Linked DNA regions of Dromaius novaehollandiae: region 1 is linked to region 2. A link is a contact called in public Hi-C data. All regions are on one chromosome and are shown on one strand. The core of a region is the stretch at or near the end of the contact, and the rest is flanking DNA. Distances in the headings are between cores, read along the strand shown. Region 1 holds the start of PPP2R2C (protein phosphatase 2 regulatory subunit Bgamma). Region 2 holds the start of WFS1 (wolframin ER transmembrane glycoprotein).

Region 1 (5,415 bases), core at 1,739-4,238, 250 kb after region 2:
TGAAATAGGATTTTGTTTCAAGGCAACAAGACTAAATCAAACATGATTATCTTGGCTTCGATTGTTATGTCTTACTTACTATGCTCTATTTTCCTTGCATTTTAAATATGCAACTTTGTTTTTCTGTTATGTAAATGAATATTTTTCATCTAACATATCTATTTTTGGTAAAAGAATAATTTTCTTTCCTTGTCTAAGACAGAAATGTTGCTGAATGCAATTCTGGAGTCTAACTAATAAAGTACCACAAGACCTTTGCATGTATTCAAAAGCAAAAATAGCAAGAGATACCCAGAAGACTCATGAATATAGAATATGAATATACAGATATTTATCTATATAGATATATATGTACATAGATAAACACACAGTAGCATTTAATATAGATTAATTAGACCTTCTCTCCATTAGTTAACCAGTACTAACCAACACAGCTGCAACCACAAAGGTTGTGGCCTTTCTTGAAAATAAAAAGAACTGAGATAATTATAGAAAAATTTTCCACTGAAAGTCAGAGGAACAGCCAATTTTAAGCTAAAGTTGCTATTTGGCTCTGTGTTATTTAAGTTATTTTAAAGGCAAACTTCAGAAAAGGAAGACGTCTGGACTTTATCCAGGGCACTTTCTGGCATGCAAGAGGTTGAGCCACCTGCTATCATATCACTTTCTTTTATAAGTTGATGTTCACCTCTACAAAGTGCACAGATTATATTGCTGTACCTGTTCCTAGATATTAGTAGCATTTAATAGACAACACGTGTTCTGGAAAATGGAAAAGAGAAAGAGCAAAATGCATTTCAAATGTAAGCCTATGAAACATAAATGGGGTTTACTACCCACAGATAATTTTGATTCTACAACAAATTAAGCTGCTTCGGACTGTTTCCCATTCTCTGAAATTCACATATTCCCACGCTGAGTAAGGAACAGAAAAGACGTAAGAGTTCCATTTAAGGCACGGAGTAAAACTGGACGTCCATAAATTTTCAGTGTTAAATAAAACTGAAGTCAGGGTTAACAAACTAATTTAAAAAATGGTTAATTCTGTCATGTGACAAAAGATAACCCAATAAATCAAAGCAATACAACACCTATTGAGAAGAAAACATAGTCTCAAACTAGGGTTGAAACACTCGTATTTACCCAGACAAAGAAGGTTAAGAACCATATCCCACTCACTCAAATCTTTAAATAAAAGTAAATGCCAACCTAAAGCTTCTTTTCAACGTTCTCTGATGCCTGAGAAATGCTGTCACTCACTCATTACACTCCCTCACACGGATGTAATTTCCGCCCCCACCTGTCGTCATCACATCTGGTTTGGTATGCAGTTTCAGGGGAAAAAAAGAAAATTTTATCTAGGCACTAAATCACAACATATTTTGAGTAATCCTTTACCATGCATATGTGTGTGTATTTACACACGTTTGTGAACACACCTCGAAACCTCAGCCTCCACGGAATACATTTGGGAAAAAAATTAAGCTTTGTCCAAAGCCTTGATGAAGCTTTGGTTTATTACTGATATATTGGGGTTTAACTCACAAGACAAAACACAAAACTTCACCTCCCACAGAACCACACATAACAATAAAACTGAAAGAGACCTCACCTAGCAGCCAGTCTGCCTGCTCCAAGGCAAGACCTATAACTGCATCATTCCCAATCTGTGTTTGTGAAACCATCCTTAAAAACCCATAGAGAAGGAGATTTTCTGTCTAACCCATGTATCCCAGTACCTCACCCATGAAAAGTTTTCCCTAATGTCCAGCCTGAACCCTACCTATTTCAGTGTCTCACTTCTCTCACCCTTGGAAAGTTTTTCCTAGTGTCTAGCCTGAACGTGTAACGCATTTTAAGCCCTTACAAACAGCAAACGTCGTCCCCACAGGAACGCGTAACGCCGACAGACCAAAGCACAGGGATGAGGTGCACTCCGCCTAACCCACTGAAAACAAAATCAGCAGGGACTCTGGAATACGCTCACTGCGTACTAGAAATAGGACACACTGGAAAAATATAAGTTGACCTCTAAGTTTAAATACTGTGTATATTCAAAAAACACATGCAAAATTATACACGGTTTGCAGAGCGAGGGGGAACTTCCTTGCGCTGGCAGCTGAAGGCTGGTCCTTTTCTGACCGCAGAATATTCAGAAATAAAACTTTCCACATTACCTCTCTCTTCGAAGGAAAAAAAGAAAGAAACGAGAAAACTTTGCAGCGGATACAAGGGCAGCCTCGCTCACGCCGGTGGCCGCCGATGCCCCGGACGAGAGGCCCGCTGCCGCCTAGGCCCCAGCCGCGAAGCCGCGTGTCCCCAAGGCGACGCCGCCAGCCGAGGCGCCCACGCGAGGCCCGGCAGAGGGCCCGAGCCACCGCCGCCCCGGCCCGCTCCCCCCCGCCCCGGCCCGCTCCCCCCCGCCGGCAGCCTCGCGCCGCGGAGCCGCGTGCCGCCGCGTGCCGCCGGCCCCGCCCCGGCGCCCCGCACTCACCCTCGGAGACCTCCAGCTCGGCCGCTCCGTTGAGCTGGTAGAGGCACCAGTCCACCGCGCCCTCGCCCGGGGGGCCGCCAGCTAGGCACAGGGGGAAACCGCCGTCAGACCCCGCGGCGTCGCTCGCCCGCCCGGGAGCGAGGGCAGGCCGCGGGGCGCCGGGGGAGCAGCGGGGCGAGGGCAGGGAGGGAGAGCCGCAGGACGGAGAACCGAGCGCGGAGGAGAGACGCCGGGGCCGAGGGGAGCGGAGCGGGGAGCAGGGAGGCCGGGGGAGGGAGAGCGGTGCCGAGTACCCTGCTTGTGGGACATGTGCGGTGCCCTCCGGAAGGCGCCCGGGCTCCGAAACTGTTATTCGCTCGGCTCCCGGCGCCGGCAGCTCGGGGCGCCTCCTCCTCCTCCTCCCAGCGGAGCGGGCGGCGCAGGCAGCCGGCGCTGCCTCGGGGCGCTGGGGGAGCCGGCGGAGGGAGGACGGGAAGGAGGGGAGGCTCCGCCCGGAGCTCCCGGCGGAGGCGGCGCCGCCTCGCCACGACGCGCCGCGCCCGGCGCCGCCACCGCCGCGGCCCCAACAGGTGCGAGCGGGCGCGGGGCGGCCGCGGCCCCGCCGCAGGGGCGGCCCGGAGGGGCTGCGCGCCATCGCCGCGGCGCGGGGGGGGAGGCCGCACCCGCCCTCCCTTCCTCCCCGAAGAACCGCCTGGGGCGGCTCCTCCTCGCTGTGGCTTCGACTTCGGGCCCCGCATCGCCCCCCGGGCACGGGCAGGTGCCGGCTGCCCCGCCACACCGCACGGGCTCCGCGCCTGCAGGCCCCGGACGGCGCCTACAGCCTCCAGGCTCGTTTGGCTCCTGGCGTTTCCTGCGGTCCCCTGTCGCTCCTAGGCCAGGGCGCCGGTCTTAGGGATAAAGGCTGCAAGTACCGCGTGAGCTGTCAGGTTTTACACGCGCTGAGATCACTGCCAGGCGCAAGAGTGGTTCGCGTCTTCTGGTGTGCGACCTCCTGTGGAGCCGCAAACCGTCTTTACTTGTGAGAGACTTACCGTCTCACTCCTTGAGAAGTGACCGAGAAGGCAAACCTGCTCTCGAGTGACCCGAAGCACTCGATACAGCGACCTGTACCTCCAACGGAAAATTTTCAGGAGTGGCAATTTTTAAAACATCAGAACAGTAAGCTAGAGTGAACTTACTCGATAAACGTCTCTATTCGTACACACATCCACCCGCAAACACCACAGGAGGGAAACGTACAGGTACACCCTGCTCACCAGGGCGTCGTCTTGGCATCTTCTGCAACAGAAAGGTTGCGAGTTCTTGGCGTGCAGCTGGAAGCGTCTGCCCACGTCTCCTGTCTTTTGGGGGTGGCTGTGCCGGAGGCCTCCACGGAGCACAGCTCGGGCCAAAGGAGGCAAACAGACTTTGTACGGGCAAATGAGAAAGTTTTAAGAACATAATGCAGAACAACTATAATCAAGCCATATATCAAAGATTAAGAGCCAATGCAAGAATAAAATACCAACATGGGCAGCTCTCATGGCACCAGTTATTCTGGATCCTGTCATGGCACCACTGTTATTCTGGATCCTTTATATAGCTTTTTGCTGTGTATGAAACAGTAAGTAAGTAGTGGGGTGACATTAGGCATAAATTCTACTTGACATGCTGATATTCATCCCTTTTTGCAGCAAGCAAAGATCCTCCTGATACCATCAGATTTGTATGCGTTCATAAACTGGGCAATTTGACTCGCTTTTTCCTAATGCAAGTATTCTGTTCAAATATCTCCGCTCGTCTCCACTCCAAGACAGGGTAACGCTTTGTGAAAGAATAAGGGGGACAATTACATGCTCTGAAGGAAGTAGGTTTAAAATGGAAGTACCATTCTGCAAACATTGCCAGCTGCTTTTAGGAACACAGCAAAATGCCAACACTTAGGCTTTCCTGGGAACTTCACCTAAATTACAAAGACCGTAATACCTTCTGAGGTACAAGAACATCAATTCATTTAGACAATGTACATATATATACACACACACGTATATATGTATGAAATATATATGTGTATGTATATTTCCCTAAGTCATATGCTTGCAGGATGTGCACTGGCTTTCTTTGAACTGAAAAGGTTCAAGCTCATGATTTGGGGTAAAAAAGGCGTTCCATGAAGGTGTATTACAAGTAAAGCTCCATCCAGCTGCTTACGGAGATGCTAACTCCCTCTAAAAAATACCTACAGACCTGGATTGCTCTTTGTGACAAAGCATTATCATAAATAAAATTAACCTTAGTGTTCCAGTTTTAGTCTCCTCTTTTTGAAGGAGATCTTTCTACAGTCCACCATATTAATTAGCAAACAACCATCTTACTCCAGGAGAATCCATTCAAATTAGATTTTTTTTTTTTTTTTTGAAAAGAGGCAGTTTTGTGCCATTCAACTCAGTGACACTGGCTTATATAACATTTTTCATTCTGGACTTCAGACATTTACAAACTTCCAATATAAAAAAAAAATCAGTTTGTCTGGCATGTAACACAGCACACAATTTTTCTTGTTCTAAAACGAGGGGATAGAAGTAGGTTTGCCGTGTGTGATCTGCTTTACAAATATCTTGAACAGCGAAATGGGTTAGTTTGTACCTAAGTGACAGCTGGTTCACCTTTTACCAGCGCAAGCCTGTAGATGGACACGTAAGCTATTTGGTTGTTTCCTTCAAAGAGATGACTAGTTTAACTAAATCAGTTTAGAAACTAGCAATGCTAACGCAATAGACAAACTTGAAGACAGAAGCAGGTATCACTCTCAGCTCTTCACCTTTTGTGCTATTGGGAATAGGCTAAGAGTTCGGTCTGATATTATTTATCATTTCTGTAATACTATTGTTTGTTAGAAGCATATAATTTACTCAAACTAGAATTTAAGCAAGATAGTCAGT
Region 2 (5,285 bases), core at 2,740-5,239:
TTAGATTGTGGATTAACAATGAAATCGGTAGCTGTCTCATAGGAAAGTTGTGAAAAGAGCAACACTGAATGTTCAAGGAAGAGGAAGAGGAGTATGCTCCCCTTTGCATACACCTGAGCAGTTATCTCAGAATGGCTGCAGTGTTAACAGCCCGCTGCCTTACGTAATTATAGCCTGTGTGGCTTTTGCTTGTTTCTGTGCCTGTTTTTAAAATCCTTCTGTTTTTCACAGTGTATGTCTGTGGTTAGAAAAGACAGCTGTGGAGACAAATAGAAAACTGAACATCTGACGCCACAAAACGGAGCATTTGTGAGAAGGCAAATGTGGTCCCTTTCCTTACTGCTGTTCAAGCTTATGGGAGAATTACTGTGTTGCCGTTTTGTATGAAGCAAAGATGATGAATGTTACTTGCATGCTGCCATTCCAAGACTAATTGGCATAAAAGCAGTGGAATAAAGAGAGAGCTTAAGAAAGCAGGGGGCAGGGGAAGATGCTCACATTACCCTATATACTTTTGCCTGCACAGGGAAAAACACAGGCTATCCCAGCCCTGGGGTGCTAGTGATATTTAACATGCAGACCTGGGAAGAAGATTCTTCATTCCCAATCTTCACATAACTCCTTGATTCCTATTTCTATCTCCTTTTTCTGCCCACTTTCTTCCTCTCATGTTTTTCTTTCCATTTCCCTCCCACCTTTGCCTTTATTAGTTCTTCCTCCCAAATGACCATCCCAAATGACATTAACGTCCTAACCATTGACATCATGTTGTTCCTCCTCTCGATTCTACGCCTATCGTCTCAGTGTGCTTACTGCTCTTCTGACGGAAAACGCTTACTGCTTGAGGCTTACATGCTGTCCAGAAAAAAAAAAGGTCTGGTTTAAGTTGGTCCTTAGTCTAATGAAAATATAGTGCCCAGCGACTCATGAGGCATGCTAGAGCTTTTATTGCACTAATTTTATGCTGATGTAATTCCTCAGTCAATTAAATTATATACTGTTAAAATGGGTGTAACAGAGTAAACAACTAAGCCTATTATTTTGAAATAATAGCTGTTCTCTTAATTGGAAAGGTGGGGTAAAAAAGATAATTTTAAGACAACTTTCACTATAGGTTATTTAACATCACTTAGATATTTCTGTTTTCATAATATAGAATTAATTCCTTTTTGTCTTTGTCTTCCCTTTGTCAAGGAATTATGCCTTCCTTTCATAATATGTAATTACTGAAGATGTACATGACATTTCTATGAATTTTTCAGTCCTTCTCTCATAACGAGAGTACTGCCAGCAATTTTTTGCTAGGATTATCATATTCCAGAAACATCCAGGCTAATCACCTCAGATCTGTTTCTGATTGTAAAATAGACTAAAGAAATGGACTCCTATTCAAAGGTATTGTGACAAGCATACGAGTTCGAGGCTAATCACTGGAGTGATTCACGCAGATCTGTTCTCTTGGATTATCACTGCTTTATCTCTTCCTTTTAAGAAGTGTTTGAATAGTTTCTTCTCTGGGCCAGTGAGAAGCTGCTGGTATGCAAGCAATGCTACAAGTGTGATTTCATTTCAGCAGTATGACAGGTAAATCAGTTTGCATTGATTGATTTAATAACAAGATGTTGCTCAGCATGATCCTGCCATACTGTTATTTAATTTTCTAAGAGACAGACCTTTTTAATCATTTCAATACTACACACATACCTAAATGCTGCAACAGAAATTTTACAAAAGAACTTCAGTGAAAACTTCAGAGCTCATAGCACATCCCAGAGTCACTGCAGCTTAACAGAGGCTTTATGCGAGTTACTTGGATCATTAGATGTCCCTGTTCACTTATATTTCTAGAATTCACTGATGAGTATATGAAAGAGTAATTAATTTCAGCTTATATCTGAGTACTGCACTTAAGGTGTTCAGGCTATCATTCATACTACATTTTATCGTATCTTGAGTAAACAAGGTTTACCGAAATTGGCTAAAATCAACTAACACCATTCTGTAACCTTACGAAACATTTGTAAAAGGATTATTGGTTATTTAATGAAGACAAAACAGGCTGAACTGCAGGCTTTTTTTTTATTGTGTTCTTGTTGCAATAGGATTTTTTTAATCACAGTACATAAGTGAAATTAAAAAGATGTTGCAATGAGTTATTACAGTATTTCCATGTTTATTCTCTTTAGTTGTAACAATTGACAATTGTGATAATGCCAAATGCAAACTAATCATTTGCGGGAAAGGTGAGCCAAAGTGGAATCAGTGGGGTTGACAACGGAAGCTGCCACCATGTTTGAGTTTGATTCACTTTCAGTAACACCATGTGTATTTATATGTAATAGGTGTGTGTCTATAAAGTGTGACAATTCATTTACTGCAGTGCTTTAGCTGGCATTTTCTAAAGTAAGGATCTGATCCAGTTCAGCAAAAGCGTTAATCCAGTGTAAGACTACTCATAGGCAACTGCAGAATATATTTCACACTGAGTTTCACTGTTAAGTAGGTTAGCATTCAGTGGGGGCAGTTTTAACCTTGAACTTAACTCCCTTGGAATGGCCTGTGCCACGTGTGGCTGCGCCTCGTGCTGCAGAGGAAGGGGCACGAGCAGCAGAGGGAGGCTTGCTTTCACGCTTCCTTGTTTGCTGCTTTTCCAGCTCCCACCCTCATTCCCACCTGCTCGCTATGCAAGTCACATCCGTTAAGCACACCCACTAAATACCAAATCAATTGTACAGAACGACGTCTTACAGCAAATGTGAATAACTGGGGGAGCAGATTGCTGCGGTAAAAGTTGTCATATCCGAGTTAAATCATACTGTCAGTCTAAAGGAACAACTGAGCAGTTAACACAAGACAGGCATTTTATGCCCCGGTAAAACACTGTTAGATTCAGACTACAAAAGCTTCTTCTTAAAAACAACCCTGTTTTATTCCACATTTTATCTTCATTTGAAGTAACTGGAAGTTTAATTCTATGTTTACTTTGGGTAAAAGGAAGAATTATGTTATGACTTCCAAGGAAGGGAAATAATAAAGCAAGCCTGGACATTGGGGACCATATTTTTATTTAGGGATTAAAAAAACATGCAGTGAGGTCAGTAAGTAGGATCCAACTGACATTTTAAAAATGAGACATATTATAGCTCCCCATGATATGCTGCAAACTTGGAACTTCTGAAAATCAGCTGAAGCGATTAAATTACTCATCCAAATGACTCTCAAGTTTAAATTTAATCTCCTCTTCGGCATTTGTGGTTTTATTTAATTAGGAGCTATTCACAGCACCACATAGAGACGGAGATACTGTTTGTTTAAGTGGCTCAAAAATGAGAAATAATCCGTTATTTCTAGAGAGAAATGAGTTTACTGCCAGAACAGCAGCAACACTTTGGGATAAATTCATGTCTTTCATTACACTAGCCCTACCAACTCTCTATGCCCGCGACAGAAGTCTGTTATAACCTACACTCTTACAGGAGTATTTAGTGATGACTAGTTGCTTAGTTACCACACTTTTTCCCTTCTCTTTGCCCCTGTTCCCTACAGCTCCGCCGCGGGAGCTGCCCCTCCCTCAGGCCGCTGTACAGGTGCGGTTACGGCCTCCCCGCAGGAAGGCGCGGGCTGGCCCCCCCCGGCCGCTCCCCCTTCTCCACCATTCGGGAGGAGCCGCCCCAAACCCTCCCTTCCGCGCCCAAACGAGGCGGCTTCGCTCCGGGCCCAACTCCGGCAGCGAGAGAGCGGGCCGCGGCCCCTCGCCGCTCCGCCACCGCTCAGGGCGGCTCAGCGGCCCTTCCCGGGCCCCGGCCCCGCGCCGCCACCTCTCCCCGCGGCGTCGCGCCGCGCTGCCATCTTGGCGCTGCCCTGCCGGCCCTCGCCCCGCCGCCAGGCGCCGCCGCGGCCCGCCCAGCTCCCGCCTCCCGGCGCCCCGCCCCGCCGGGCCGCGGCGGACGGTGAGTGGCAGCCGCGCTGCCCCTTCACCAGGCGCCGCGGGGCGGGGGGCGGCGGCCGGGGCCGCCCCTAAGGCGGCGGGCGGCGCGGTGCTGCTTCCACTCAGCGCCCAGCCGCTACCGGGAAACTCTGCGGCGCTGCCTCGGCTCTGCTGGCTCGGGAGCGTTGGGGCGGGGCGCAGGCAGCACCTCGCGGCCGCCGCGTTTCCCGCTCGCCGCCCGGCGCCGCGGCGGAGCAGCCCCCTCTCCCGCCGCCGGCTCCGCCGTCCCACCGCCGCCGCCGGGGCAGCGCGGCTCGGCAGCGGTGAGTCGCGTCGGGGCCGCGGGCGTCCCGGGCTCCGGGGCCGGGCGGCTCCTGCGCTCCCGGAAAGCCCGATTTCCCTTTCCTCCTTTTTTATTTTCCTTTTAAATCACGGACTAACCCCTAAAATCAAACTTAAGTTAGTTCCTGCTCCGTCCGAAAGGGGAGGGCTCCTCTTCCTACAGCGAGAAAACTCCGTGGCCTTCCTCACCGCACGGGAGCGGTGCGGGGCGCCTGGCGGGGCCGCGGGGTTTTCCCGCTCCCCTCGGGGTGAGTGGGTCCCCGCTCCCCTCGCGTTGGCGGGCGCGGCCCTGGGGCCCTGCCGGCGCCGGGGCCGGGCCCGCTGCGGAGCGCGTCTGCTCGCCTCCCGCCCGTACCAGCCCGGAGCCTCGTCGTGCCTCGGCTTACCCTCCTCCCCGCTTTAAAGCACCAAGGTCGAGTTTAAAACCGACTGTAAAGTAACTTTTGTGGTTGTGTGATGGTTAAAAATAATCTTGCCGGTTTACTGGGAAAGTATGTTAATCGCTGTGTTTTCCTATGCCGGCTTGGAGGCTGAATTGAGCTCTGCTGGTTTATTTATGACTCTGTATGGAAGGGTGATGCAGAAATGCGTTTACTTCTCTCGGCAAAATGTCTTCGCTTTTAGGCAAAGGGGATGTCCAAATTGCAAAGTCTGTGTATCACAGTGGTAGTATTGCTGGTGCTTTTAGCATCCTGTCATCATTTTTAGTGTCCTTGCTTTAAGCAGAATTCAAGTTTCAGCTCAATTAGGTATTCGATCTTTGATTTTGGCTATGTAACTTTTATTTTTATGAGAGCATCTCTTGGCCAACGTTCTGAGCATACGGAATTTAAAAGCACAGTTTGTAGGCAGATACCTTCTATGGTGTTTGTGGGAATTGCGTAAACTCCAGGGAATTGCTTCTGAGCAGCTGGAGTTACTATGCATCATACTCTGATGTTATATGCATACCTTCCTGTCTTGTATATAGCTTCCTGTCTTGTAAAAGCTCAACTCTCAATCAGTACTTTTTCCT

What was found. Hi-C and Micro-C count contacts between places; a contact is called where the count stands out from the background.
Region 1: a contact with region 2 is called in a Hi-C map of brain, with 4 times the contacts expected there. The contact joins the promoter of PPP2R2C here to the promoter of WFS1 in region 2. A contact is called at or near these places in 2 of 4 Hi-C or Micro-C datasets (brain and liver).

Annotation. Positions count from the first base shown.
Region 1 is chr4:75,102,152-75,107,566 of bDroNov1.hap1, forward strand. It overlaps PPP2R2C (protein phosphatase 2 regulatory subunit Bgamma), which reads right to left and starts at 2,989. Exons shown (of 10, transcript XM_064511456.1): 1 at 2,788-2,989; 2 at 2,495-2,575. The coding sequence starts at 2,803.
Region 2 is chr4:74,849,595-74,854,879 of bDroNov1.hap1, forward strand. It overlaps WFS1 (wolframin ER transmembrane glycoprotein), which reads left to right and starts at 3,990. Exons shown (of 8, transcript XM_026122007.2): 1 at 3,990-4,251.